Linked DNA regions of Sparus aurata: region 2 is linked to region 1. A link is a contact called in public Hi-C data. All regions are on one chromosome and are shown on one strand. The core of a region is the stretch at or near the end of the contact, and the rest is flanking DNA. Distances in the headings are between cores, read along the strand shown.

Region 1 (2,700 bases), core at 13-2,512:
CTCTGCAACAGCATTTCATCCGGGAAAATGTTTCATGTGAGAACAGGACTGCTCCACATGACAGGGTCACATAATAAACTACAAGGTAAGACTCTCCACAGTGAAAACACTACAGAGACCTCGTCTGCACTGAAGAGCATATTTCCAGTGAGCTGAGAAAACCCGAAGACAGAAAAGCTCAGAAGAAGAGAGGAGAGAGAAAAGCAAACCCGGCTCATCTGAAGGACGTCTGAGCAGAGACGGGTTAGTAAGTGCACGTTATACAAAGCTTAAGTATTCAATTGGTTTTGAGTTTAGAGATTATTTACACATTTTAAACGCATGAAAACAAAGTGATTAAGATGTTAGTCAGTAAAGTCAATTCTCAGAGCCAGCAGCAGCGAGTGGGCGTCAGTGTGAGCTGGTGGACAGGCAGCATCTGTTCAGCTGGCAGAGACGAGATAAAAACTTTACCTCCAGAATGTTTCAATGAACTACAACCACATAACTTGTGTTGATGTCAAGGCATTTTTAAAGCGGTGATAAAAAAAAAACATCATCTTCACCTTCAAGGATCAAAAATTCATGATAGAGTTATAATTGACCTGCTGTGGTGCCCTGACAGCATTCACAGATGTCTACTTAAAAAGTGTTGGTCTGCAGGGAGATGCTTATTGGGCAGCAGAGGGATTTTTCACTGCAGTACTGCGAGTGACCAATGGGCGGGAATTTAAAGCGAGGCTGTTGAGGTCCAGGTGCCATCATACATCCATGGTGTTGCTTTTGTAGCTATAGTGGAAGGTAAAAGTGTAAAAAAAAAAGGTAATACTGACTTAAAGCAACATTATATAACTTTTTATCTTAAAATAGAAGCTTCTAACTCATTTTAATGGTACAGTGTCTTGTAATAGGGTGAATGGTGTCTCTGTCTCAGCCACTCCTCCCTCCATCACTTGTTTCTTGCACTGTATAACATCAGTGAGAGGGAAGGTTTCCACAAGTTTTCGACAACTAACATTGTCGTGCCGTAATGAGTTTTGTTCGCGGTCAGCGCCCACATGTGTTCTGACAAATTTTTAAACACCTGGGATTTGTGTTTACAACAGCGGTGTCGCACTCCGAATGTTTGGGGGATGACAAAATTGCAAAAATGTGAATTTCCACATAATGTTGTTTTAATTGGTTATGGTTATTGGCTAGAAGCAGGAATACATTCTCTTTGAATGGGTTAGTTTGTTAAATTTTTGTTTTTCTCTCCATTTCAATTCAACTCCAGGTTAAATTTTCATCCAGAATAACTGAAACCCTGCAGCACACCCCTCCCACCCTCCCTCCCTCGGTTCTGCATGAAGGGAGCATTTTGTTCTCCCTCACCAGCTGTTTTCACTCCACCTGCTGACATTATTAGTTGGCAAACGCAACTATTGTCCTCCCCTCCCCTCCTTCTCCCCCCTGTCTCGCACACACACAGAGATTGATTCTCATCTCTTCGACCACCACCTCCCTCGGCAGCTCATCGCCTCCCTCCCAGGATCCTTAATTCGCCTTCTGCTCCAAGTCCCGAGAGAGGTGTCCGCCATGTGTTGCAGTACCCGCCGTGGGCAGCAGATGGCAGCAGCTCTCCTCTCTGGACCGTCGTGGCGCTGTCCCTGGTCCTCAAACCACCTCTCGCTCTTAACAGCGAGGGCTTGTTACCTCGCTCTCCATCATGGCTGGAAACGTACGATTTCTGTTTGAACTCATTTAAAAAAAGAAAAAATAATAATTCTTTGAGGTCTTAGTAACAAAGAAGCACATGTTTCGGGTGAAATTTAAACCAAAAGTTAATTACAAGTAATGAAAAATTACGATATTGTATCGGTCTTCTTCGCGATCCCGCAATATTTGTAAGAGACAGAACTTTATAAGTGCTCGTCCTGACTGACGCCTGCCCTTTTTAAGATGTAAACTAACAACAAAACAAAACAAAATAAAATCCACAAAACGTCAGATGTAAAAATTAACGAGAGAGAGGTGGGCAGGAGAGCTCTGCACCCTCGTCGCCTGTCTGCAGTGAAGGACGGAGCAGCGAGGAGAGCAGAGGCACAAAACTCCAGGGCGACCTCCACACGGTCTGACGTACCCGAAACTGCTCGTATAAATGAATTCACGGCGTCACCGAGCTCAGATGAATTCGCAGTGCCAGTGAGCGCACCCAGGCTGTCAACACTCACGGGCAACAACACGCACAAACCCCCCTCCATCTCTCTCTCTCTCTCTCACACACACACACACACACAAACTCACAAACACGTCTGCGTCATGCGTCCTGAGAGCGACGGCACGAACGCGGCAACTCCGATGGACCCCGGTAAAACGCACAGCGGCAGCAGTCTGCGGGGCTGACTGTGTCCTGCTTATCTGTCCAGCTGCGTGTCCCCCCTCCCAGAACCACTGCTCTGGGAAAGTTGCGCTCCGAGTGCGCTCGCATCATGGATTTTGTAACAGCGAGCAGCAACGACAGCAACGCGACCGGCGGTTACCCCGACGAGGTGGACGTGGTCGCCGACTGGGACGCGGGTGAGAATGGCACGGGGTCTAGGTCTGTACCGGACCTGCAGCTGAGTTACCAGATTATCACCTCTCTGCTCCTGGCGGCCCTCATCCTCTGCTCCATATTTGGCAATGCGTGCGTCGTGGCAGCCATCGCCCTGGAGAGATCACTCCAGAATGTGGCGAACT
Region 2 (2,700 bases), core at 68-2,567, 180 kb after region 1:
AACATGTGTCATATATTATTTATGATTAACTGATAATCGATTGTTAAGGCAGCCAACTATCAATTAAAGAAGTTGCTTAAAATGTGCATCCCTACTGCATTGCTTCACTAATGACTAGTAGCCAAGCTGCATTTCTTGGATAATAGCTGGGAGCTAAACAGCATTTCTTGAATAAAGGCTGGGAGCTGAACCTTAATGCTGGCTTAATTTTGTATGAGGAAGCAGCTGAAAGAGTATGAAGTGCAAAGTGGGAAATAGTTTATTTATATGAATGGGATCAGATCAGACTTGTGTTTTAAGACTTCACCAACCATTGGCTGCTGAGGTAATGACGTGGGAGTTAGTAACTGCACAATCTGATGGCTTTCAGATGCAATAACATGAGAAATTACAGCGCTTAATTAATCTCAGTGTGGGAACATTGTCTCCAGAAAGGCAACAAAGTCAAATACAAATTGTGTGATGCTACACGTCAGTTAAATAGTAAAAATTCAACATGCTGTATCTGAGAAGGGCTCACAGACAGGATTACGTTTCAGATAGCCTAGCTTAAGAAAGTGTGAGGCGCATCGGTCTCAGGCCATCACCCAGTTGCTTTGCTCAATGATTAAGATCGATACCCTGCAAGTAAGCATGGTATAGGACAAGTTATTTAAAAAGCTGAAGCTTTGGTACCTCAAGCACGAGAGCTGAAAGTCCAGCTAAACAGGCCAGACTAGCACCTACTGGCCAGCCAGAGTTATTTATGAACCTTGTTGGATTAGTTTATTAGTGAACTCACCTGTCACAAGCTGCTCTACTGACCACCACAGGTAAATTCTCAACTTGTGGGAAATACTGCTCTATAAAATCAGCCCAGGCACCCTCTGGATATGGCAAATTTGGGCTTTCAGTCGGAACAAGGCCTAAATCCTGCATGTATATGGGTGATGTCTAACTAAACTACCACTACTATTATCGCATCTCACACAGCTGCATGTTTCCAGGGGTCATCACATGTTGCCCTGGTGATGGTTGCTACGTTTCTAGCTTCTCAGACTACTTCTCTATAAAGAGTTATGCCAGCAATGCAGTTTAGCTCCCAGCTTTTAGTGAAGAAATACAGTTGGGCTCCACTTTTACAATAATCTGCATCCTTCAGCACACTGCCCCTTCTCCAAATGTTCATATTCCTTCCTACGATTTTTCATGAATTCTCTCTACTTCCAGCAAAAATTACATATTAACCCTTATGTTCCACATCCTCTCGTCCGGTTTAGGAATATGTTTTTTCACAATGTGACATACAAGATGTCCTCTGTAAAAACAAAAATTAACATTGCCAGATTCCAGTTCAATTAAAGCCCATGTCTCACCTGTGCACACGTCATTCCCCAACCAGGTGAGAAATGCATGCACTCTCACCATATATACTAAGAATTCATATCAAGAAACTTGCTTGTTGACATTTATAGGCAATTTGCAGCGCAATTGTGTAAATTGTGTAACAGGTAGCTTGTCAGCATGACGCTAACAGTCGAGTATTGTTGTGTCGTAGCTAACGTTAGCTGGTACACCTGTGCGAACGAACCTCTCGAGTCAACACTGAGCTCACTGAGGGGCTTATCCAGCGTTAGCCAGCTAAGTGTCGGGTGTTTTGCATATGCGATGGCCTCTGCCGCTAACTAGCTTAGTTGTCAAATGCTGGCTGAGCGAACGAGAACGGTGGCTGCGACATAACCATCCTCTGACGTTCATACATGCTAAACATTTAAAGCCTCATCTCTGCCAACAAAAACGTAATTCACGATGCGGCCAAGATTTATTTGACAGAAGCCGAGTTATCATCTGCCTGGCCCTATTACAAAATACAGTTTTGTGCACTCACGGGCCTCTCTCTGCCACAGCATAGGGACGTTGTTAAGATAAAGATTTTAACATTTTGGTTATCAGATCTGGTAAGAGACGTGATTTGAAGTGGGTCAGCTTGTTTTGAAAACGCAAAGGAGGACCAAAACATGTTCAATGGTAAAGGGTCGGAGGGGAGCAGCAGCTGTACCATTCCATAACATGTTTGATTCCCAGATGAGTTTGGTAGTTCAGGTTGCTTTAGTATCGCTCTCTGCCCCGGTCATCCGCTATGAAATTAAGACAACAGCCCATTCACTCGTGAAACGGGCGACACTGAGTCCCCCAAGCGTGCACACCCCAAACACCAAAGCTAACTTTGGGCTAGCCAGCGAGCTAAACTTATCCAGCACGGAACCAAGGGCCGACAACGTCCGTCATTCCAAATAACCTCTTCCTTCAGGCGGATGTCTCAAAACTGAAACTTCAAACCGGACTCACCTAAGAGACTGACGGTAGAAAAGCAGAGTCTGTGCTTGTAACAGTGGCTGCTGAGTGCTCCACCACTGGTAATGTAATGAGAGATGGAAACACACGCTTGTAGGAATGGCGCGAGCCACATAGCAGGCGCGCGCTGATGACGTAGGAGGCTTTGCAGAAATCATCATCGTCATGAATGAACGCAGCCAGCTACTGCTGTTGCTGCAGCTGTGCAGGTGCCTTCATCTCATCAGCATTGTTTATACTTATTTTTAAACAATTTATTTACATGTTACTGTCGTCGACGTCGTCGATGTTATCATTGTTATTATAAAATTACATAAAATCCGAAAACCTGGAACATCATACATAATAAGAAGCCTTAACTCTAAC

What was found. A called contact is a pair of places that touch in the nucleus more often than the background predicts.
Region 2: a contact with region 1 is called in a Hi-C map of skeletal muscle, with 4 times the contacts expected there. The contact joins the promoter of hsd17b3 here to the promoter of rnf180a in region 1. A contact is called at or near these places in 2 of 2 Hi-C or Micro-C datasets (skeletal muscle and an unstated tissue).

Annotation. Positions count from the first base shown.
Region 1 is chr5:27,633,750-27,636,449 of fSpaAur1.1, forward strand. rnf180a (ring finger protein 180a) reads right to left here and starts at 1,263. Exons shown (of 4, transcript XM_030415989.1): 1 at 1-1,263. htr1aa (5-hydroxytryptamine (serotonin) receptor 1A a) reads left to right here and starts at 1,999. Exons shown (of 1, transcript XM_030416028.1): 1 at 1,999-2,700. The coding sequence starts at 2,451.
Region 2 is chr5:27,815,228-27,817,927 of fSpaAur1.1, forward strand. It overlaps hsd17b3 (hydroxysteroid (17-beta) dehydrogenase 3), which reads left to right and starts at 1,318. Exons shown (of 11, transcript XM_030417396.1): 1 at 1,318-1,381. ipo11 (importin 11) reads right to left here and starts at 2,464. Exons shown (of 30, transcript XM_030417392.1): 1 at 2,329-2,464.